Regions from separate parts of the Mus musculus genome. Here all the other regions are linked to region 1. The links are chromatin contacts, called in public Hi-C, HiChIP or PLAC-seq and promoter capture Hi-C maps. All regions are on one chromosome and are shown on one strand. The core of a region is the stretch at or near the end of the contact, and the rest is flanking DNA. Distances in the headings are between cores, read along the strand shown. Region 1 holds the start of Ppia (peptidylprolyl isomerase A). Region 2 holds the start of Osbp2 (oxysterol binding protein 2). Region 3 holds the start of Dusp18 (dual specificity phosphatase 18). Region 4 holds the start of Slc35e4 (solute carrier family 35, member E4). Region 5 holds the start of Mtfp1 (mitochondrial fission process 1). Region 6 holds the start of Sf3a1 (splicing factor 3a, subunit 1). Region 7 holds the start of Tns3 (tensin 3).

The links. Promoter capture Hi-C pulls out the DNA fragments that hold promoters and counts their contacts. Hi-C and Micro-C count contacts between places; a contact is called where the count stands out from the background. HiChIP or PLAC-seq counts read pairs in DNA pulled down with a chosen protein or histone mark. Capture Hi-C pulls out chosen DNA fragments and counts their contacts.
Region 2: a promoter capture Hi-C map of liver shows a contact between it and region 1, with 4 times the contacts expected there. The contact joins the promoter of Osbp2 here to the promoter of Ppia in region 1.
Region 3: a promoter capture Hi-C map of adipose tissue shows a contact between it and region 1, with 6 times the contacts expected there. The contact joins the promoter of Dusp18 here to the promoter of Ppia in region 1. A contact is called at or near these places in 2 of 39 promoter capture datasets (embryonic stem cells and pre-B cells) and 1 of 9 other capture datasets (adipose tissue).
Region 4: a contact with region 1 is called in a promoter capture Hi-C map of liver, with 4 times the contacts expected there. The contact joins the promoter of Slc35e4 here to the promoter of Ppia in region 1. A contact is called at or near these places in 1 of 115 datasets of contacts at active chromatin or transcription factors (astrocytes) and 1 of 9 other capture datasets (liver).
Region 5: a Hi-C map of B cells shows a contact between it and region 1, with 6 read pairs. The contact joins the promoter of Mtfp1 here to the promoter of Ppia in region 1. A contact is called at or near these places in 3 of 39 promoter capture datasets (liver, pre-B cells and second pharyngeal arch cranial neural crest) and 1 of 484 Hi-C or Micro-C datasets (B cells).
Region 6: a Hi-C map of B cells shows a contact between it and region 1, with 8 read pairs. The contact joins the promoter of Sf3a1 here to the promoter of Ppia in region 1. A contact is called at or near these places in 1 of 484 Hi-C or Micro-C datasets (B cells), 1 of 115 datasets of contacts at active chromatin or transcription factors (stem cell-derived neural progenitor cells) and 1 of 9 other capture datasets (liver).
Region 7: a contact with region 1 is called in an H3K27ac HiChIP or PLAC-seq map of embryonic stem cells, with 5 times the contacts expected there. The contact joins the promoter of Tns3 here to the promoter of Ppia in region 1. A contact is called at or near these places in 4 of 115 datasets of contacts at active chromatin or transcription factors (astrocytes and embryonic stem cells).

The regions. Positions count from the first base shown.
Region 1 is chr11:6,414,345-6,417,632 of GRCm38.p6, forward strand. It overlaps Ppia (peptidylprolyl isomerase A), which reads left to right and starts at 1,523. Exons shown (of 5, transcript NM_008907.2): 1 at 1,523-1,635. The coding sequence starts at 1,567.
Region 2 is chr11:3,862,338-3,865,625 of GRCm38.p6, forward strand. It overlaps Osbp2 (oxysterol binding protein 2), which reads right to left and starts at 1,566. Exons shown (of 14, transcript NM_152818.3): 1 at 896-1,566. The coding sequence starts at 1,530.
Region 3 is chr11:3,893,678-3,896,965 of GRCm38.p6, forward strand. Dusp18 (dual specificity phosphatase 18) reads left to right here and starts at 1,563. Exons shown (of 2, transcript NM_173745.5): 1 at 1,563-1,840; 2 at 3,266-3,288. 4921536K21Rik (RIKEN cDNA 4921536K21 gene) reads right to left here and starts at 1,449. Exons shown (of 3, transcript NM_026150.3): 1 at 1,163-1,449. The coding sequence starts at 1,410.
Region 4 is chr11:3,913,156-3,916,443 of GRCm38.p6, forward strand. It overlaps Slc35e4 (solute carrier family 35, member E4), which reads right to left and starts at 1,509. Exons shown (of 2, transcript NM_153142.3): 1 at 1-1,509. The coding sequence starts at 32.
Region 5 is chr11:4,093,603-4,096,890 of GRCm38.p6, forward strand. Mtfp1 (mitochondrial fission process 1) reads right to left here and starts at 1,829. Exons shown (of 4, transcript NM_026443.4): 1 at 1,614-1,829; 2 at 787-914; 3 at 199-431. The coding sequence starts at 1,680. Gm51935 (a long non-coding RNA gene) reads left to right here. Exons shown (of 3, transcript XR_003949843.1): 3 at 1,052-1,140.
Region 6 is chr11:4,158,740-4,162,027 of GRCm38.p6, forward strand. Sf3a1 (splicing factor 3a, subunit 1) reads left to right here and starts at 1,615. Exons shown (of 16, transcript NM_026175.5): 1 at 1,615-1,811; 2 at 2,307-2,428. The coding sequence starts at 1,749. It overlaps Ccdc157 (coiled-coil domain containing 157), which reads right to left and starts at 1,554. Exons shown (of 12, transcript NM_001164620.1): 1 at 1,420-1,554.
Region 7 is chr11:8,662,790-8,666,077 of GRCm38.p6, forward strand. It overlaps Tns3 (tensin 3), which reads right to left and starts at 1,746. Exons shown (of 31, transcript NM_001083587.1): 1 at 1,690-1,746.

The sequences.
Region 1 (3,288 bases), core at 273-2,772:
GCCACTTCATCTGGCCTTTTCCCCAGTTCCTGGGCCCTGTATTGCAAGCACTTTTACCTGCTAAGCCATCTTGCTGGCTCAACGGAGGGACAGCAGAACATATCAGCAAATTATATGTCAGGTAAGAAATTAAACCCAGAATATGCAAAGAACTCCTAAAATGCAAACTATAACCAAAACAATCAGTTAGTTAAAAATAAAGGCAAGTGCTCTTAACCATGGGGCCTTCTCCCCATCCCTGTCTCTACCTTATCCACTATACTGACTCAGTCTTGCCTAGACTGTCTAACCAGTCAGTCTCCATTGCCTCCAGGCCTGGACTTACAGACTCCTCCCAATGGCCTGGCTTTTACATAGGTGCTGGGGATCCAAACGCAGGTAGGTCCTTGAGCTTGTCCTGCAAGCACTTAACAGTTTTGAGAAAAGCAGGTTTACATGATGCTATATGCACAAAGCACACTGGTACAGAATTTTCCAGTTTGGCAAATCAAAACTCTTTGTAGTTCAACCTAATGTGCTTTTGGTCTGATTCATCCAAATAAGGCATGGCCAGACCCACATTCCTGAGGTTCTGTGTCTAAAGGCCTTACAGCTCGGGAGCCAACTCCAGCAGACGCTATGGTGAAGGGTCTTCCACAGCACCGACTTTCCCATACTCAGGCTTTGTTTATGAGGCAGGGCCTCACACTTACAGCTCAGGCTGTATGGAACTCACTATCCTCCTGTCTCCATCTACCTAGAGGTGGGATTTACAGGCGTGTGAAGCCTTTGAGAGCACGCCTTAGGCCACATGAGGAAATGAGAAGACCTTGGGGTATTGGGGGTCGGGGAGAAAAAAATTACAGGTAGACTCTGACCAGGATCGTGTTTAAATAGCTTCCTCCTGGAGAAAACACAAGATATATTTGGAAAGTAGGACATTTAAAAAGTATTTCATAATCTTTAAAATGAGGGGGCTGCTTGTGCCCGTTCCCCAGAGTTTAAGAAAACGGAGGCGCTCACAGGGACCTATCAGGAAGCGGTTGCCATTGCACAATGACGGTGTGGGTCCTGGATCTAGGCCCAGGGATGCCTGCCTGTTCGAGTTTCCGCAGAGAGGGCAGCGCCTCAGGACCCCGCCCGACCTTGAAGGGCCGCTCGACCTTGAGGACCATGTTTGCCTCAGTTACTTGCTCTGTGCAATGGGAAGATACGCGGTACCACTGGGGAAGACCAGGGGCCCCGACGCGTTCCTAAGGACAGCCAGATTGCGTGGCCACCCTCCCTAACTGCCCTCGGACTCTTCCCCCACCGACCGCGCCGCAACCATCTAGTAGGAGCCCGCGGGCGGGAACCTGCCTCTGCGCGCTACAGCGCACGCGCGCCTCGCGCCCCGCCCCACCCGCGCCCGCGCCCGCCCATAGGCCTGTCGCGCCGTCACTCCGTTTGGAAAGCAGTTGTGATTGATCCAGGTCCGGGCGCGCGACTCGGTGGTGGGCGGGGCCCGAACCGGGTATAAAGGAAGCCGCGGCGAGGCTCGTGCCGCTTTGCAGACGCCACTGTCGCTTTTCGCCGCTTGCTGCAGCCATGGTCAACCCCACCGTGTTCTTCGACATCACGGCCGATGACGAGCCCTTGGGCCGCGTCTCCTTCGAGGTCGGGTGGGCAGTGGTGCTCCAGGGTGGGGTCCCGGGAGCTGTGGAGGGGGAGGCTCTCTCGGGCGCGGCCCGACCCTCCGGTGGAGCGAGCGCGGGTGGCGGCGCCATTTCCTGACGAGGGGCCATTTTGGGAGGCTGGCGAGGCGCGGGGAGGCTGGGCGGGCTGCGGACAAAGCCGGGCGGGGCGCGGCCGTTGGGGGAGGGGGCCGTCCCCGCCCGTCCCGGCCTCCCCGCAGGCGCACGTGGCTGCGTCCTGTGGGGCCCCGCGAGGCCGGGCGCACGTGCTCCGCGCCTCTCCCTTCTCCCAGCCGTTGGGCCCCGCCCTGCTCCGCTGCGGCGCTGCAGCCCCGCGGGCCTCTTCCCAGCCTGCTTTCCGGAGCCCCACAGCCTTTTACTCGGATCTGAGCAGGGACCCTGCCTAAGGTCTCAGGGGCGAAGGCTCGGAGAGCCCGGACGTGCTCGTTAGCCCGGTTAAACCTAGTGGTTTCCTAAACCTAGTGGTTCCTACGAAGAATATAAAATAATCGTTTTATAGCAGACTTGAGTGTGAATTGAACCTTTGGCCATTTGGTCCGAAGTAGCCACATTTGGTTAGGGAGGCTCAAAATACCCCTCCGCGTCCCCCACCCCCGAGCGGAAACGAGAAAGGCTTGGCTTTTGCTGGTGCCCAAGGACCGCCTCCTGTCGCAGTGATGGCGCAGCGGGGGAGGCGCTCTGAACCCCTCCCTATTACCCTCAGTGAGACAGGCATGTTATGACTGGCCACGCTGCAGTTTGCATTGACCAAAGTGGATTGCCAGTAGTTACCTACTTAATTAGTTCTGGAGGTTAAGTGGCTGCTTAAAGATCAGTTAGTAATTAGAGTACCCTAAACAATTGGCGTTTTTCTTTTACAAAATTAAATATTCAGCCGGGCGTGGTGGCGCACGCCTTTAATCCCAGCACCCGGGAGGCAGAGGCAGGCGGATTTCTGAGTTCGAGGCCACGCTGGTCTACAGTGTGAGTTCCAGGACAGCCAGGGCTATACAGAGAAACCCTGTCTCGAAAAAAACAAAAAACCCCAAAATTAAATATTATTGTTAGCCTCAGTACTAGCCCTTAGGCCATAGTGGAATATGTTACTTAGTGTCTGTACTGTTAAACTCCAGAAGCTATCATTGGTGAGTTTTTAACTCAAAAGCTAGATCTCCCGATTGCCCGCCTGCCACAGTGCTGGGTACACATAGTAGGTAGGCACATAAAAAGAGCACTAGGTTCTAATTAGCCCTCACCCAGCATGTATCTAGTCAAGAGCTGATAATTGACAAGGACTCTTGTGGAAACTTGGCCTAAGCTTAGCCTGGGTAGGATAGTATCAGGTTAACCAGAGCTTAATGGGAATGAGATGAGCCCATAGGTGAAAATAGAGGTGGAGCTGCCAAGAAAGGCTTTGAAGTCATAATTTGATGAAAAAAAATGTGGACTTGGAAAGCTGTTAAGCTGTGAGAAAAAAAAAACAGTCCAAAGGAGTCACATATTTAACTACTTAAACCATAAATGTATTCCTCCAAGAGAAGTGTAGATGCTGCAACTGATGAGTTGTGGTTTTCAACTAGCTATGAAAGGGCATGTAGATATTGAAGTGTTGGAATCCTCTACAGTCCTCTACAAT
Region 2 (3,288 bases), core at 316-2,815, 2.6 Mb before region 1:
CTTGTCTCCAAAGGGCTCAGCAGAACCTGAAGTACTATTAGCGGAGGAAACCCAAGCTTTGGCCAACAACATGGTGGGAAAATCTGTCTAACAGTGAAGAAGGCCTTCTTGAAGAGTTGACTCTGAACCAGCCTCACAGTCCTCACACGGAAACTTTTAGAAAAGCCATCCCTCGGGTGCTTTCCTCAGGCCTATCTCAGGAGGGATTCAGCGGGAGACCTAGACACTGCTGCAGCAACCCCACTTAGTTTGAGAAGCTCTCATCTAGAGCGGCCTGAGATCTCAAAGCTTGCAATCCCAGGAAACAGCTAGTGAGAAAGGGAAGGAAGTCCAGCTTTAGCAGGAGGTCGTGCCAGCTCTGTCTCTACTGCAGCTCCGAAACCCAAGCTACTTCTGGAATAAGCAAGGGAACAGGAAAGCATTATCTGCTGCAAAATGTCAACTTGGGGTCCCAGGGGGTACACACTATGTCTGCTCTATCTGTGGGTCAGCGAGTCCCAGCCCAAGGCCTGGCCACCAGCAGGTGTCAGCAAAGGTAGGAAACAAATGAAGTAACCACGGGAGGTGGGACCCACAGTCCTTCCCAAGAGAGGGGTTCACTAGCTGCCTCCCTCCATGAACACAGTGAACCAGACGCAGCCCCTGGTTCCATGACCACCAAAAACAGGAGGGGAACAAAAGACCTACTCCACCCATCTCCCCACTCATCCTTTTAAACTCAAGCTTGCCAGAGGCCATGTCCACAGGTCACGTCTTCCCTTGGCAGTTGACAGGCATTACTTCTACAGAAGTTCATGCAAACATCTCAGAAGGGTTATGGTGACACCCACCCCACAGTCGAGGCCGGCCACCACCACCCTCCAACCACAGATGTCCTACCTCGGTACTTCCGTACCTGTAGTAGGACAGCAGGCCATTGCCGAGCACGAACCAACGGCGCTGGTAGCCCTTCAGGTAGTTAGTCCACTTGAGGAGCCAACCCTTGTAGCTGTCCAGAGGTGGTGAGACCATTTGGACACCAATCCCTGACACCGGAGTCCCGACAGAAATCTTCGCCTGTCCTTGTCGCAGAAAAGACTGGGTCTTTGGCACCAGCTTGGACTCGGGTTTGGTGACGGGCAAACTCCCTACTGTTGACTGCAGCGGGGACGGCATTGCCAGCTCTGGCGAAGCTTTGATGATGGACACAGACCTTGTGCCGTTCTCTGACCCCGGCCACAAGCCCTGTAGTTCCGATTCCTGCCCAACCCCTGAAGGCCTTGGCACAGACGTCGTCTGGGACCCAGGTTCGGATCTCGACGCCGGCTCAGAAATTGGCTGGCACACCTGTTTCGACAGCAACTCCCGCTCTGGTGCCTGCACAGGCTGGAGCTGAGGCTTTGACGCTGGTCCTGAGCCGAACGCGGATGAGTTCATGCCCGGCGCCGCCGTGTGGCAGGACAAGCAGGGCACAACCGTGAACAGCGACGAGAGCCCGCGGGAGCGGCCAGCGCAGCCGCCGCCTCGGCTCAGAGCGGCCGCTTTCCCCATAGAGCTGTGGACCCGAGCTCGGCGGAGCGCGGAGTGGGGGCGGGGCGGGGCGGGAGTGGGTGGGGCCTGTTCGGAGGGAGTGGCGGGGCGGAGCCGGGCGGGGTTGGTGGAGGAGTGGACGGGATGGGTGGAGCCCTCACGTGAGCGACAGAGATCGGGTGCGCGTGGGTCCCTCCGCCGCTCTGGCTAAGGTGGAAGGAACCCCGTGGGCCAAGAGTTAGGCAGACGACGTGGAAGGCACTTCACGCTTCAGGCTGCTGTCCCTCCTGTGCCAGGCGCTGGGAGAACAATGGTGAATGAAAGCCACGCGGTGCGCTCGCCACGCAACTCTGAGCAATGGGTGGGTCGTGGACAGCAAATCTCAAACCCTGGGAGTCCGACCTGAGGAAATCCAGCCTAGGCCCTCTCCCTAGTTGTGGGAACTGTAGCCACTCCACAAACTTCTGTTGGCTCATCTATACAATGAAGATAATACCTCCTTCAAAGGCTGTAATAAGATGGTGCATATGAGGCACATTTGGCAGAGTAGATGCTCCGAGAGCATCATTGAGTTATTAACTAGAGAGTTCTGTGGTACATTTTGTCAGCGACCAGAGCAGGAGATGAGAGCAAGGTTGACAAGCTTGGGAAGCAGCCACTGTGCATGCACGTGTCAGATGTGTGTGCAGCCCTCAGGGAAGGAAGCTAACTAATAAATTCTTAACGAGATGTTTCGACTCCTGAAACAAATTGCCAAGCTACCTAAGATGACAGGCCTGTCATTAGTTCTACCAAATTTGGGCAAGAGTCACAGAAGAGACAAGGTCTACAGAGTTAGAGAAACAAGAAAGACCTTCAAGGAGAAACCGCTGTGTACAAAGACCCAAACCAGGGAGAACAGCTTGTCTGGCAAATAGCTAATAGCTCAGTGTTTTGTCAAGAGGAGGGCAGGACACAGAACAGCTGCCCCACACCCCACCACAAGGAATGCCCTTTATCCTAGAGAAACCAAAGCTTCTAGAAACAAGGGAAATTTATTTTCATTTTTAAAGTGGGGGGGGGGGGGAAGGAGGTGAGATGGCTCAGTGGGTAAGAGCACTGACTGCTCTTCCAAAGGTCCTGAGTTCAATTCCCAGCAACCATATGGTGGCTCACAACCATCTGTAGTGAGATCTGATGCCCTCCTCTGGTGTGTCTGAAGACAGCTAGAGTGTACTTACATATAACAATAAATAAATCTTTGTGCCTGAGTGAACAGAGGTCCTGAATTCAATTCCCAGAACAGAAACCACATGAAGGCTCACAATCATCTGTATAGCTACAGTATACTCATAAACATAAGATAAAATAAATAAATCTTTTAAAATAAAGTGTGTTGAAACAGAGTCTTTATATGTAGTCCAGGCTGGTCTCCATCTGGAAATGTTTGTTTCTTAGAACCAGAGTTCTGGGATTACAGACGTGAGCCATTATACCTGGCCCAGAGCTTTCACTCTTAATATTCTGGACAAAAAAAAAGAAAAACTTTAAAATCTCTGATCTTTCCCAAAGAAATGTCAACTCCAAGTCTGGAGCAGGAAATGCACAAGATAGACAGAGCCACCCGGAGCAGGAGCGATGGCCAGTCTTGCTAAGGACCTGGGATTCAGGTCCCAGAACTCACACTGCAGCTCACACCATCTACAACTCCAGTCCCAGGGAGCCAATGCCCTTTTATGGCCTCTACAGGCACAAATGTGGTGTATGGGCATCTATGGGAAGGCAAAACAGCCATGCACA
Region 3 (3,288 bases), core at 313-2,812, 2.5 Mb before region 1:
AGTATTTCTGAATACAGATTCCCAAACAAACAATAGCAAAAAGGGAAGAACCACACATGAATTGACTGAAACAGAAATGGCTGTCTGATACACACAGGAACAGAAGGAATACAAATAACAACTTATACTAAACTCAGTCTCTATTGGTTAGCACATCAGAATAAGATCATCATAAAATACATTCATAGTCAGACAAAACAAAAACAAAACAAAAACAAAAAAACAGAAAACACCACCACCACCAAACCCAACAAACAAAAAGATGTATATTTTGTGACAAGGTCTCGTGTATCCAGGCTGGCCTAGAACTCCCTCTTGAACTGAGAGTGACCTTGAATTTCCAATCCTCCTGCCTCCAGCACCTGAGTGCTTGATTACAATCGTGTGCAACCACGTTCAGTTAAGAAGAAAACAAAGCACCTTTAGGGGGATTCTAATAACGTTCTCCAGTTCATTTTCCTATGAGTTAGGAACAACTGTGGTCAGGCTGTGCTTGCTAATACAAAGGAACGAACATTGAAAGCTACCCAGTTCCACTTTTCTGGTTTTTATGCAGGATGACTCAACATACCCAGGTGCGGATGGGAAGACAGAGTCAACGGTCAGGAATTTACACACAAGTCTAAGTCCTATTTTCAACCAAAAAGAGACTAAATATTTAAAGACCCTCTTTACTTAGTGATGCACCAAATTTATCAAGTAATAAATACTGGTCATTTTTGAAACAAATTGTGTTTCCATAATAAATCCTCTGTAGGACTTGTTACATCCTTGGCTGATGCCGGTTGAAGAAGGGGGACAGGATTGGAGTCAAACATTGGGGAACTGAAGGCTTTTCAAGGACGCTGGAGAATGGGAAGGCCTGGAGTTGCCAAGTCGATTGGAGCCTGAGACCAATTGCAGACGTCAAGCCTACACTACGCCAGGGTCAGGATTCATTCGGAAGGCTAGAAACGGGACAGTGCCTTCGGCCCAGAAAACGGGCTTCTGAAGGTCCTACGGGTTGGCCTGAGTCTGAAAAATCCTGCGATCGGAGACATTGCTGCGATCAGAGGAACATCTAAGGGCGGAGGTTGGGGGGGGGACACGGCTGGAACAAAGTGAGTCGGATTCCCTTACGGGGTCCCGGGTCTGACAACTGCTTTGTATACCCGAGCCACACCTGAATAACAACTTGGGGAGTGGGGACCGCGGCCGCAGGAAGTAGATCTGTGGTTGGACGTGGAGGCCAAGATCCGGCTGGCTGTCCAGTCTCTCGCGCCGGAAGTTCGAACCAGAAGCGGTAGTCTCTTCGGTACCTTTCCTGTAATCCGAGCCCAAGTCCCATTTGACTGAAGGCCTTCTGGGCTGTGTAGCGGTCTCTGACTGGCTAGAGAGCGACTCAGGAAAGCTAGCAAGACCTAAAACCATGGTGGAAAGACACGCGGTCGCAGAGCAACTATCTACACTGGAGTGCGTTGCCTGGGAGACAACCGGCAAGCAGACCGCGTGACAGTCTTTAGGCGTTCTTTGTGAGGCTCTGTTGGGCGTGTTGCCTAGGAGACGAAGGGTGAGTGGGCGGGGCGTGCAGGCGGTGGGTGTAGCAATGGTCCTTCTGGCTACTTGGCGCATTTCTGTGAAGACAGGCAGCCCACCCAGCTTTTCCCAAACGCCTGGGAACTGCGTAGTCCTTCGAGGTACAGAATCAGTCGCGGGGTCCCCCTAAGCCCCGAACTGCCCATTGTTCCGCGAGGAGAAGCCGTTGCTACCAAGGTCCGGAATCATGAAGGGCCCTCTCTTTCTTGGAGAGGGTCGTCCGCGGCTCTGCCCTGAAAGATTTCGGGGGCACTGAGGGAAGGAGGTAAGATTGTTTGAGTCTTGTCACCACGTAGAGAGGCCAAGCTTCCTAGGCTTGTTGTGGCACCTTCCACTCATCTACTTGTGGACTCTGTTCCACGTTTATAACCCAGAATTTAACCAGCGCCCCACCTATATTTGCCAACTTTCTCCAGAAAGTGTAATCCACCAGAAATATCAGCCTTCAGAACTTGCTGTCTAATGATGAACAAAACTGGTTTTCCTCGAGTCTCAGGTTTCACGGCTACAAATTAACTAGATGCCAAAAGCCTGGTTGGTTGTAAAATGTAAAAAATGGAGATGACGTTTCTGTTTCCTCTCCTCCCCTCTCCCCCCCCCTCCCCCTCCCCCTCTTGAAACTCTTGAAAGAGTTCCAGTAGTCTGGTCAGGAACACCACATCTTGCTTCAGCTTCCAGGTCTGCTCTACCATGTCCTACTGTCTGTGATCGCTTCTTACTATCTTTGCAACTCTATAACAAATGCCTTTATTTGTCATTCCCACAAGCTTTGCATTTTAACTTTACCTCTGAAGGGACTGAAGAGAGCAGAAACAAAACCAAATGTCACTTGGAAGTCACATTCCTTGGAAGGCAGGAACAGGGAGACAGAACAGTGGAAAAATAACTGATTGGCCTGAGGTTACCTGAATGACTTTTCATTCTGAGAGGATAAGTTAGGCCATGACCTTATGCTAGCTGAAACTGGCCTGCCTGGGAAATCCTGATTTCTCAAAGGTTAATTTTAAGAAAACAGCTTTGTTTCTGTGACAAGGAAAAAATTAAATCAAAACAAACAAACAAAAAACCCTGTAGTTTGTTTCCTCAGCTCTTTGTTGGGGGGCAGGACCCATAAAGCAAGGGCCCCACCTTTCTCTTCTACCTCCTGAATGCTGCAGTTCCAGGTGACCATCACCAAGGCTCTTTTCTACTTGCTCTCAGTTGACTTTGAGGTCATTAATGTTGGAAGTCACACAGCTGAGCAGAGAACATGAGTTTCCACTAGCTGTGCTGTATGTAGATGACACCAGTCATGTGTGCTGAAAACAGCTAGACTTGCTGGCTGGTTATGAGAAGATGGAAAGACTTGGCATATCACTTTCCCTCTTGTCACCTTTAACCTTTGGGTCCAGTTCTACTTAACGTAATCGGAACATATCCACCCTAATGTTCTTTCAGTGGCTTCTACTCCCTCAGCTCCTAACCACCCTCTTTCTCCTGAAACCACCCCAGTAGACCTAAGGCCCGTCCCTTCCATTGTTCACGGTCTCTCTGGCCATGGCTGGCCCCCTTCCTCTGTGTGAAAAGACCCCCAGCACTTGGGCAACAGTTCTGGCTCAGTGATGTGAATGTTGGTGTAATCACTGAGTTCTCTGCTGTGCTTCTCGATTGATGGGTTCTTGCCCTCCAAACTTCCTCCTCCGTCCTGCAGGTTTCAGTGGGCACAGCCTAGCA
Region 4 (3,288 bases), core at 259-2,758, 2.5 Mb before region 1:
CCTTCATGGTGCTCCAGTGGGCAGCGGCACATCCGCACCAGTGGGGCTGGGGCAGGAGGCAGGCTTTCCAGGGAGTCGCTGAGCCTGGTCCTGATTCCTCGGACAGGAGAGGGCAACACTTCAGGTGCTAGACTCTGAGCCAGCCGATAATTCTGGTCAGGGAAGAAGGTCGTGGCTGCTAAGATGCCGGACTGGCTGGTGTCCACCCAGGCCTCGTAAGCCCTGGGCACCTCCCGCACCAGGGGAGGCCTTCTCTCTTCTCCGCGCCCTAAGCTCACGCGATGCTTTCACACCGAATCCGTTTGTCTTTTTCCATCTTTGGTCCCCAGACTGTCAGGATGAGGTCACTGACTGACCCCGACCGCCTGCGTGTTTGGTGCTCAGGCCCGGACCAGGTCTGGCAGGGTCGATAATATTCCGAGCGTGGGAACGGAGGTTGCAGCCGTCGCTCCCCTCCCCCAGCCCCCTTTAGCCTTTTACTGGACCGGGAATAGACGCCGATAGGCCGGCGGACGCGGAATCGCGAGCTCGGACTGGCTGCAGCCTCTCAGGATGCTCTGGCTGTTCTGGCTGCCGCTCGGCTCCCGCGGTGGATCTGGCAGCTTCGGGCGCCGGGCTCTAGTCCCTCCCGAGTCCCGCGCGGCTCAGCGCTTCCCGGCCCTGCCCTCTCCGCCGCTACCGAAGCTGCGCTCCACCCGGAAAGTTGGGCTCAGCCCGGGCCCCGCCCACGAGTACCAGCCCCGGAGCCCGGCGGACGTCTAGCCCCTCCCACAGCCTTTGCGCCTCCCGACTTGGCTTGCGCAGCTGCGGCCGCGAATCCCTTAGTGGAGAGTGTGGGTTGTACCAGCCACCAACCGGAATCCGGATTGTCTCCAGCGCCAAGTAGAGCCTTCCTTAAAAAGACCAGTATCCAGTGCTGGAAACCCTGGGCACTCTGCAGAGCCGTCCCCAAGCTGTCTGCCATCGTCGAGAAGCAGGGCGTTGAAGTGAGACATACCACATCACCTGATCCCAGACCACAAAGGTCTCCTTGAGATCTTGGAATTCAACGGAGCTAGACCACGTGGTCCCTTAAGGCTGCCTCATCTTGTTCCCCCTCCATTCCACTCCAGATCTTTTCTCCCCCTCTCAAACCAGGGCGGCGCCCCCTCTGGGGCAGCAGAAGGGGAAATGAATCACCAAAGCTAACCACAGCTCCGGGAAGCAGGGTACAGCGGGCCGGCATCCATCCCGAGCTAGCCGACTTTATGTGCTGCTCCCTAGGCATTCCGAGGTGACTCACAGCTGGGTTTCATGAGGCCCACGGAGCAGAATCCTGGATGGTTCCCGGGTTTCCCACCTGAATTCAGGTTAGGGTAAGCAGCTGAAACCCAGGGACCTGTTCCCAGCCCAACGCGTGAGCAAGAATCAAGGTCCATCCTGGACTCTTTCCGGTAATTGGATTTCTGGGGAAGCTCCCGCTCACCTGCACAGGCCTCACCCGGCTCTGTTGTCAAACAAGTCCTGGATGACAACCTGCCTAGAGAAACAAGATCGCAAAGCGCAACTGTGTAGCCCGGCCCGCAGCGCCCTCTGGTGGTCGTGACTCCGCACTGTTGCAAGCGTTCCTAATCCCTTCCCAAAGAAATTCAGGTGAAAATAAGCCAGTCCCACCTGAGACCTAAATCAGATCTCTGTCCCAGATGAACCAGGAATCTACACTGTCACACTTGCCTCCGATGAGTCTGATACCCGCGGGAACCCGTAGATCTCTGCTGAGTAACCCAAGTTGAAGGGCAGAGAGTGTAGGTAGGAGACTTCCAGGGAAAGGATCAAAATCTGGGGCATTTAGATAGTTTTTCCAAGAAGAGTTATGGGAGGGAAACTGAATGAGCCTCTCCCCTCCCCCCTCCAACACACACACACACACACACACACACACACACACACACATTTTTTAAGAAGAGGAATCTGGGCTTTCAGTGAACTATATTCCTCTGGGATTTTTAATCCATTATCCACTAAGCTTCTTTGAATTAAAAAGCATTTCTTCCTATTTAAATTTTTTGTTTATTATTAGTGGTGTGAATGTCTGTATGGGAATGCTGAGATTACAAGCAGGTGCCTCTGCCCACTTCTGTGCCCATTTTAAAAAGATTTATGTGCATTGGTGTTTAGCCTGTCTGTCTATCTGTAACTATGCATGGATGTCTGTGAGGGCATCAGATCCCCTGAAACTGGAGTTACAGACAGTTGTGAGCTGCCATGTGAGTGCTGGGAATTAACCTGGATTTTGTGGAAGAGCAGCCAGTTCTCCTACTGCTGAGCCATCTCTCCAGCTCCTTGAACAATTTTTTTGTTAGATATTTTATATGGATGAGTGATTTGCCTGCATGTGAGTGTGCGCACCATGTGCATGGCCGGTGCCTGCAGAGCCAAAAGGGCATCAGATCTCCTGCATCTGAAGTTACTAGTGGCTGTGAACTACTATGTGGGTGCTAAAGACCAAATTTAGGTCCTCTGCAAGGGCAGTAAGTGCTTTAAAAAAAAAAAAAAGACTTATTTTATGTATATGCATACACCACTGTAGCTATCTTCAGAAACATCAGAAGAAGACATCGGATCCCATTACAGATGGTTGTGAGCCACCATGTGGTTACTGGGAATTGAACTCAAGAGCAGTCAGTGCTCTTAACTGCTGAGCCATCTCTCCAGCCCAGTAAATGCTTTTAACCACTGAGCATCTCTCTAGCCTCAGAAACCCATTTTAACCTGTCTCAACATCAGACTGTATTTTACTGTGGATCCAGAGCCAGGAGGCCCGGATTCAAGGAGGATATCACTGGGGTAGAGGGCTCATTCACGTTCCTTAGGGTCTACTCAAGATCTCAGAGCAGCCTATGCCTCCCACAGCACCCCTCAAATTTGAGCCCTACTGTATGAGGGGCCCACCTCCCTGCGAAGCCAGGGGTGCAGGAAACACTTCTGAGGGAGGCTGGGAAGCAAAAAAAGAACCTCTCCCTAGTGACTGTGCTGCAGAGAGAGGTATGGTCTGTTTTTCTTCGGGCTTCAAGCCTGACTGGGTCATTTCTATATTTGGGCTCAAGTGTCCTGTATGTGACCTATGAGGAGACCACAGTGACAAACACACTATAGACCAGAGCACCACCCCACAGCTCTGAGTCAGAAACCAGGCTGGAGAAGAGCTGCTGACATAGGTGACACAGCCTGAAGCCCCATCTTAAGAAAGAGATAAAGATCCAGGCTGGCCTCAAATCCCTTCTGCAGAAAAGGATAGCCCTAAACTTC
Region 5 (3,288 bases), core at 579-3,078, 2.3 Mb before region 1:
TGTGAATTTACTTGACCTTTGTCCAGTACCCATAAGGCACTCTGCTTCCTTTTCTGCCGCTCTGCCGCTCTAGCTGATAAGAGCACAGATGGCCTCTCTACTTCAACCCTGCCTCTGCTGCCCCGGTTTTGTGCCCACAGTTCACAGCCTAACTCTACCTGCAGAGTGACTGGTCCCTGAGACCAGAAAGGCCCCTACCTGTCGATGGGGTGGATTATGACGGGGATGGCCAGCAGTCCAAGTGTGGTGGTGGTCCATTTGCGGACAGTCGGGGGCCAGTGGGTCATAGTACCCAAGACATAGAGAGAGGCAGCACACAGACGGTTGATGGTGAAGCCTGGGATAGCCACAGAGGCCAGAGACTGCCACACAAAGGTGTCGACCACAGCCAGGGCCATTCTGGTGTTGCGGCCTGCTTCAGGGCTTGGCACCTGAAAGGTACAAAGACATTTAGCCCAGCTGGGGCAGAGGTAGGAAACCTATAGACAGAAGCATGCCGGTGGACCAAGGAGGAAGAACATGCGGAGGTAGTAGGGTAGAAGGCAGCTGGGTGGAGGACTGGGCTGTACTACATTCAGGGTTGGGGGTGATTTGCCCACATCCAGGAGAGGTACCAACTGTCACCTCCTACCCAAATGGTTTGGTCGGGTGGGGATGAACAATCCTACAAACAAGATTAGCTTATGGACTGCACTATGAGACGCTAACGGGGATAGGGCTGTCCCCACTGCAAGACTGCATACCACCCACACTAGGATGGGTTGGAAAGGGTTAATTAACACTCACCTCTCCTGCCTTCTTGCCTTTGTCTATGGCATCGGCCAGGACATAGGAGCTGGACACACCATAGCTCAACCACACCACAGCTGCAGGAACCAGCGAGCGGAAAGCCTCCCCCACCTCATTGGCGTAGCCTGGAGGGAAAAGGCATTTAACTCTCTGGCCCTTTCCACAAGGGGGCGCTACACAGAAAGCTGCTTCTAACCCTAACCTCTTAAACTACAGTGCGGCAGGTGACCTCAGTCAAGTAACTTTACCTTTTGGTTTCTAGGCCCGCGGACTGACACCGACAATGAAGTTCATGGCTCACTGATCAAAGTCCCCAGCCGTGGTTCTGGGGATCTGCACCAGGGAGGCGACCGGAGGCCACCGAATCACTGAGGGTGGGCTCCACTGACCAGTATCAAGTGCCAGGTCTTTTAAGGCCTTACCTCAGCCCGCTCTTACAGTCAGCACCCGACAGGAGTGCCTCGCATTCAGCCCTTTTTACAGAAGAGAAAACTGAAGCTTAGGAAGAGCCTGGGAAAGGCAGACTTGCTAGGAGTCCAGATCCTCTGACGCCATGGCTAGTGCACGGTCATGGCAGAGGGCAACCCACACACTCGGTTTGTGCCTCCAGAAGAGCCCCGTGGACAGATCTGAACCAACAGGGTTGTGTGACCTTGGACAAGTCCCTAGCCTTCTCCTGAGCCCTGTCTCCAGGCCAAGCCGAATAAGAACTAAGCCCCTTTTCAGACTCCAGATCGGCAACCCGGTCCATTGCTTCCCCCCCCCCCCCGCCCCCAGCCCCTCCGGAGTGGTGGGGTCGCTGCGTCTGTCACTCCCACGCTCACCCAGGTAGCGCACCCACGTGTCCCGGTAGAGGTCGCGCTCGGCGCCCTGCCGCTGCTGCTCCGACATGACTTCCCCGGCAAGGTTGGAGTCGCTGCAGATTAGAGTCTCACCACAACTGTGTCTCCACTAGCACTTGGCTAACACCAGGCAAGAACCCGCCAGTAGTCCGAGGCTGAAGGACGGGTCCCGCTATCGCTAACGCCACTGCAGGGAGTGTCTGAAAATTGCCTTATACAACATCCAAGCCCCTCTCCTAGGCTTGGGTTTTGCAGACAGATGGTCTTGTTTTCTCTGAGCAGTTAATGCAAAACTCTCCCAGACATGACTAGTTTTTGGAGTTAAATAGGTCAGAGTTCCAATCGGAGAATGGAATCTTCTTAGGTGTGCGGCTTCTAGGAAAGGTGTATTTCTCTGAGCCGCGGTTCGTGTGTAAATGGGAGGCGTGCCAACATTCACTGCCTTAGACAGTCGCAAGGACTAATTAATTATAACAGTCATCATGTGTCCAGTAGACTCAAGTTTGCTTCCTTAAGCTCTGGCACTAGCGTAGGGTCCTACTTTACAGTAGGGAAATAGAGACACAAAGAGGACAGCCACTCTCCTGACTCATGCAACTGTTAAAATGGAAAAGGGAGCTAGGGAGTTATTACAAGGGGCAAAAGCACTCTGAATCCTCTGGGATTTCAGAGGGGCAATGCTATGGCCCCTAGAGACAAATCCTACTTGGGCCGCCTAGTAGATGTAAGCCACTTACACACACACACACACACACACCGCCCCTCCCCCCACTCCCCACCCCGGTCCCAACGACCACGTCTGTAAAGCAAAATGGGTGAGAATGGAGAGATGGCTCAGTGGTTAAGAGCGCTTACAGCTCTTCCAGAGGGCCGGAGTTCCAGTCCCAGCATCTACACGGGTGTCTCACAGCCATCTGTAACTCCATCTCGGGGGAATCTGACACTTCTGGTTTCCACAGGCAGCACCCACCTCCCCCAAACACACACACCTATACATTCACACATGAGACACACAGATAAATTCAAATAAATATGGCCTTAAATCTCTTATAAGCCAGGCATGGTGTTGCATGCTTTCATCTCAGAATGTAGGAGGCAGAAACAGGTAGTATTATGTGCGTTCGAGACCAGCCCTGTCTACACAGGGAGTTTCAGGCCTGGTTGGAGGCTACACAGTACAAAAAATATCCAGCTAGGTAAGAACAGGGTCTTATCTAGCTTTGCACAGTTCTTTTAGCTTTTTTAGATCCGAAAGGTGTATACCGACTCCCTTCGGAAGCCAGTGTTTTCAGCCCGTGTCTTCTTGAAACTTGTGGGTCACCGGGGACTGAGCCCGGCGCGGGTGGGAAGGTAGAGTGCTGGAGCGGAATTAGGAGACGGTCCCTAAAGCCACGTGACGCTAACCCTCGGCCTCCCTCCCATTTAGTACCCGCTGCGCCGGTCACCGCGGGAGAACCGCCCAACCCGTCTGGAACCACCGAATGGGGCGGGGCCTCCGCCCTCACCGTGAAGGCTCTCGGGAGCATCCGAATGCCTTGAACAAAGATGGCGGACGACGCTCACCGGCTGAACCAATCGGAAGGCAACTTGTTAGGACTTCGGAGAACGTTGTCGCGAGAGGAGAGGAAAGGGACGTTACTGTCTCTCTGTGCGTGCC
Region 6 (3,288 bases), core at 365-2,864, 2.3 Mb before region 1:
AAAGTCTCTTCTAAGATTCAAGCAGTCTCTTAACTGTAATCCCATATAAAGTCAAAAATACTGGGACCAAAGCAAGACAGAAAACCAGCTGGGCAAACTCCAAAGTCCATGTCTCCACATCCAATGTCAAAGCGCTCTTCAGATCGTCAGCTCCTTTCATCCTTGCCGACTGCTGTTGGCAGATCTGGCAGTCAGCAGCAGCAGACTTCATTCTCCTGGGCTGGTCCCACTCCCTGCTAGCAGTTTTCCTTGGCAGGTATCTCATGACTCTGGCATCTCTAACATCTTGGGGTCTCCAAGGCAACTTCAACTTTACAGCTTCTTAATCTAACTTTTATTCCAATGTCTGGGATCCACACATGATCTTTTGGGGATCCTCTAAAGGGCTGGCATCACTTCTCCAGCTCTGCCCTCTGAAGCACTCTAGGCTCTGCTTGACTCCAGCCAACTGCTGCTGCTGTTCCTGGTTATCATCTTATCGTACTGGCATCTCCAATACACTGGGGTCTACCACTGCAACTAGGCTTCACCAAGAGCCTCTCATAGGCTCTCTTCATGGGGCAAGCCTCAACTCCTTTGCATGACCCCTTCAGTCCTGGGCCATCAACTGTAACTGTAACTGCACCTTCACCAATGGCCTTCCCTGGCCTCTCACGGTGCCAAGCCTCAGCTGCTCTTCATGACACCTTCATGCCTTCAAACTAATACTGCCTGGGTAACTCTTACACACTGCCAAGTACAGCTGCAGCAACAACCATGGCTATCTCTGGAACACAGCTTCTTTGTGCTCTCAGAAAACACTTCCCAGAAGATTTCACCTCAGTGATGCTGGTCTCGTCTTAATCACTAATTTCTTAGCTCCAGCTAACCAGCATCAACTGTCCCAGCAATCCCTTCTACTCTAGACTCTAAAGCCAGAGCCACACAGCCAAATTCTGCTTCCTGTGGCTGGAACCTGATCCCCTTTATTATCTTACCAGCTTTCTGTTTTTCAACTCCCTCACTGCCTAAGCTTGGCTATCCTGAAACTTGCTCAGGAAATTGACTTTGAACTCAGAGATCTGCATGGCTTTGTCTCTTGGGATTAAAGATATGTACCACTACGCCTGAATTATGCTTTTCTTCATCTAGAACTTGCTCTGTCCCAGGCTGGCCTTGAACTCAGATCTGCTTCGTTTTTTGTCTCCTGGAATTAAAGGTGTTAGCACCATGTCCTGGACTCTGTAAGGAGGGATGCAGAGGAGGTGGTGCTGAACCAAAAAATGGGGCTAAAGGTGTAGTAAGTGGGACTCTATGGCATCTTCAAAATGCCAGGCCAAACAGGAAAGAAACAGGGGCGAGGGGTGGGGCGCTGAGGGGGCGAGGAACCGGCCAGAGTCAGGAGGGAAGTTCAGAGTCAGAGGATGTGGAATGGCTTACCTGTCTCCGGCGTCGCAGCCTCAGCTCTGTGTCTGTCTGGCTCACAGAACTTCCTCCAGAGCGTCTGAGGCTCCGAGAATGCCTCGCAACTCTAAGTTGGGAGCCCAGGCCGCTGCCTTGGCAACGGCGTACCGCGCCACGGAGCAGGCGGGGCGGGGCTGGAAGTGCGAAACGGCGAGAGGGCGGGACCGGAAGTGCTCCCGCGGCTTCTCTCTCTGGGTCGCCGCCATCTTGTCATTGAGTTGGATACTTCGTGTGGTGATCTTTAATCTTGTCGTCGCACCGGTTGTCGCCACCGAGGTGGACTGGCAGCCCTGAGCGTCGCAGTCATGCAGGCCGGACCCGTGCAGGCGGTACCCCCGCCGCCGCCAGTAGCCACTGAGTCCAAACAGGTATCGTGCCCCGCGCTCCCTGCCTGCAGGCCTGCTGGAGGCCTCGTTCCTCCCCTCCGCGCGGGCGCTGTGGCACTGCTGCTGGAAGCTCAGGCCACCCCGAAGGACATGGAGGGACTGCAAGTCCCAGGAGTCAGCGCGCTGAGTTGCCTTCTGGTCTCGAAAAAGATATCCCTAGAACCGGACTTTTCAAAACCAGCATGCGGACCTGCACCCCCGGCTTCCTCTGGGGTCTTATGTGAACCACGAAGCCTCCATTCAAAAAGAGGAGAGCTAAGCAAATCATTCTTTCCCCTAGATTAGGAATGGCTGCGTAAATACAGTATGGCTAAGGAAACTTGCCCTGTTTTGTTTTTAACTGCGTCCTCGGATGCTAACCCAAGAGAGTCTGCAGTCTACAGGACAGACGTTCCTGTCAGTATCATGGAGCGTTTATGATAGCCTAATCCGAGCCGGGGACTTGAAGCCCTTACTACCTTTTCTCTGTTTTCACAGCCAATTGAAGAAGAAGCATCGTCAAAGGAGGATCCCACCCCTTCCAAGCCAGTGGTCGGCATTATTTACCCTCCCCCGGAGGTCAGGAACATCGTCGACAAGACTGCCAGTTTTGTGGCCAGGTAACAGCTGCTTCTGCACAGAGGGAACTTGTAGTATAAAGGTCTTTTAAAGCAGCACAGGGGCATCATGGGGAGTTCTAGAGGCTCTGGCTTAGACTCCTTACTTCTTCCAAAACCACAGGAGAGCAATGAGGTAGGTGATAGATAGGACTGGTATGGTTGACATACCACAACAGTAATCGCAGTGAAAGCCATGCCTAGCTGTGTAGTCACTAGGAGTTTCTGCTTCCAAAACAAGTCTGTGGAAATTCCTGGTAGCTTCTTTGTGGCTGCTGATGTGCATATGCTGTGTTAACCTGAAGAAAGAAAAAGAAGAGTTGATTATTCTCATTGTGAAAGGACGACTTTCCCAGAGCCTCAGCTGAATCCAGAGCAAGCTGTTCAGCATGTTAGCTAGTTTCCAGGCAAGGTGAACATTGGTCAGGATTCCTCAACCTCCTCATCCCACATACTTCTGCACCCTTGGATGGAATCTTCTAAGGGCCACTTGACTTCCAACGGTCAACACATCTCCTGGCTTAGGGCACTTATAGAGTATTCTTTTGGCAGCCAGCATCATTATCCAGTCTGCAGATGTTTAGTTTGTCCTTAGAATCCTTAAAAGAGAAAAATCCTATTACCACACTTAGAAATGAGGTGATTTCACAGTCAGTCTGAATTTCTGGCTTTTCCTGAACCAGGCTGCTTCTTACATGGCAGAGCTTCTTGGCCTTGAAGTGTGTACAGGACGTGTGTTGTCCAGGACCCACACTTTGTCACTCCCTTTAGCGAGCATCCCTACCACCTTGAATCATTTAATACTGTTTTGTTCCCACCTTCCTAATGAAGTGACACATCAAAAGAGATTCTGATTGGTAAAT
Region 7 (3,288 bases), core at 496-2,995, 2.2 Mb after region 1:
GCAGCAGCAGCAGCCAGCCTGCAGGAGCCAGGCCATAGAACTCAGACATTGTGTCCCAGAATTCCAGCTACTCCTCCACATTTCAGCTTCATAAACAGGATACTTGGCATTTCTTTGCCCATATGCAAAATGGGTGTGATAATCCCACTTCCCTCTTTCTTCCAAGAATCATTGGGTGAGATGAAATAAACAACAGGCAAAGAGTTTAGTACCACTCAGCCAGAGGTCCTTATTGCCCTCTGTCATTCTTTGGGGGGGGGGGGGGCAGTCACCATGACTTTATCGGAGGTCTGGCTTCTTACCAATTGCCCCAGTTAGTTCTCCAGGACCCAGCAAATGCACCCCCTTGTCTGTGCCCCCCTTCCCTCACATAAACACACACACGCACACACACACACACACACACACACTCCAAGTCCTGGCCTAGCCTCCTACAGCTTCCAGCTGCAGCCATCCCCGCCCCCTTCCTGGTCCTCAGCACAGAAAAGCCTTTCTTAATACTTGTTGATTGATTTGCAAATATAACCTCATAGGCCCCAAAGAGGGAAGCAACAAAATCACAAAGACAGTCAAAAATCTCTTTTAACAGGCAAAAAACTAAAAGCACTTTTAAAAAGTATTCATATGAACAGACCAAAGCCTCAAGGAAATACATCAATATGTCAAAAGGGTTAGCTCTGATGGGGTACACATTATTACTATAGTAGCTCCTGTATTCTTGGTTTGGGGTGTCGTTTTGAAGCTCTATACAGTGGAGCAGAAGGCACAACTCAAGAAACAAAATTTGGAGTGGGCTGTGACAAAGCCGAGGGCGTTCCAATCAGTTGTGGTCACCCTAGATAGTGCGGTCTGCTGGCCCCAAGCCCTGGAGGGAACTTTTTGTGTTCAGTCACGCTAGAGAGTCGGGATCACCTGCTGGCACCGGCCAGAATGCCAGTTGGGGAAGGAAGGGGTTCGGGGTCTCTTTTTGCGGCATAGACTCTCAAATCGATCCAAGCAAACGTCCCCAGGGGCAGAACACAGAACTACACAGAAACCCCGGGGCCCAGGACCCTCCCTCCTACTTGTCAGCTACAGTGCCCGCGTGCCAGGAGACACGTGCCACAGGTGGCCCCCAGGCCTGTGCCTGCACTCGTACTCCTCCGAATAGTGGGAAAAGGCGGGATGAGACCCCTGGCTCCCAAGCAACCGAAAGGAAAGGAAAAGAGGCACACAGCTCACTTGCCTGGAAAAGGCGGGAGTAAAGTCCTGAGAAGTCTCATTGCAGCCCCAAGCGGCTCCTCCGTCTTCTCTTCCCTAACTGTCTCAGGGAGCAAAGTCCGCAGGGCCGGGGCGGCGATAGTGTGGTTCCGCCCCCGCCCTCCTAGCTAGGCGCCGGGCGCCGCGACCAGGACCCTGCCGGCCCCGGAGCTCCGGCCCGCGTCGGCCCGAGGACCTGGCTGAGCCCCAGACTCCCGATCGCCGCAGACCCCCTGGTCGTCCTCAGTCCTGGATCCCAAGCGCCCTTCCCGGGTGCCCCCGCGCCTTGTCCCTACACCCTCAACTGTCTCCGCGCCCAGGTTTGGTGTCTGCTCGGCTGCAACCCAGTTCCAAGACCCCGAACGCCCAGGCTCTGGAACCTGAGCGGGGGCCCCAAACAAAGAGTGTGGCGGCGTGTGGCTGCCCCTGCCCTGCTCCCGACCCTGGTACCTGGGCGAACCCGCAGCGCGGTCCGGCGGGGCGATGGCCGAAGCGAAGCTGGGCTCCGAGCTGCTCGCGGGCGGGCCCGTCCTCCTGGCTGGCCGCCCGCGCCCGCGGCAGGGCCCCCTCGAGGCGGCTCCGGCAATCGCTACGGACCGCCCGCGCACCGGAGCCCTGCCGGTCACCTGGTCTCATCTTCCTAACAATGTCCTGCGTTTCCAGGTGCTGGACACCCGCCCCCCGCACTCACCCCCTCGGGTTCCTGACCCAAGGGATGAGCTCTTTAAAATACCCTCCCACTTCGCTGGCCTCCCTAAATACCTCGGGGGCCCCAGTATTCTATAGGCTCAACAGTTCCATGTCTACGTAAGTGCACCTGGGGAGGGAGGTTCGAGTCCCATTCCTGCAAAACCAGTTTATTGTTTCATCCAGTGTGTCTAAGTGCTGTTTCTGCCAGGAGGAAGTCCTACAATACCCTCCAGTGACTTATTATCCCGTGGGGCTCTACGTGTATCAAGCAGCAGTCTCTAAGACAGCCCAGGATGCTCCAACAGCCCCTTCAACATCCAGAATTCACCAGGCAGGAGGAGATGATGGTGCTGGGTAGAAGTCCCTTGACTTCTTAAAGTGAACCTAGCAGGAGAGAATACGGTTGAGGCTGGCAGGAACACAGGAGAAAGAAGATCTCCTGAACAGCCTTTCTCAGATGAGGACAGAGCAAGATTTCTTAAGAGATCCCCAAGATTCGGATAGCTGGGCCTCTGTGTCCATTTTCTCATTGCGATCTCCAGGGAATGATGGCATGCCATTGCATGGTCTTTCAAACACGTCTGCATAAATGAGATGGAATTTCCATCAGTTTCTAGTGGACACCAGCAGCCCTTAATATCTCTGATTCCACTCCGGGAAAACACTCCAGGTAGCTTTAAAAGAGGGTAGAAATTGTATCTATCTGCTCGGTGCAGCCACTGTCTGAGGTTACCAAAACCTGTTCAATTCTTGCCATATTGTGCCTTCAAGAAAAAGCCAGGCTTGCCAGGAATGGTGGAGAAGCTGAGCTAGGAAAGTAATATCTGGTGGATCTGTTTACAGCGCAGCCTTCACAAACACTGAGGTGAGGCCCTGGATCCTAGGCCAGGCTAGAGGCCGGGCCACACCCTGTTTCCTCTCCCCCAGGTTTGGGAAGGCTATGCCTATCTCTGAGAAATGGAGACATTGGGAGAAGGAGATGTTGCCTGAGGCAAAAGCTTCCCCAGGCCCTGAGCCCCAGGCCCTAAGGAATGAAACAAGCATTTCCCTAGCCTCTGGGAGTCCCACGGGTCATGGGTGAGGAACAGGATGCTTGTAAAGGAGCCTTTAGAGGGGATAGGGAGGAGGTCACAGTCATTCTGCTAGAAAGGGGGACAAGGCAGGAACTGTTCCTTTGCCTTTGACCTGGTAAGAAAACACCCCCAAAATCTTAACTTGACATAGGTAAACCAAGTGGTGGGGATCAGAGCACTGTAAGGTGAGGATCCAAGACTATCCAGATTCCGTGCTGTTCTCTCAGATGTTTACCAACAGCCTACTCACTCCAGCCCTCCAGTCACTGGGTTGCCTTGCTTGGTC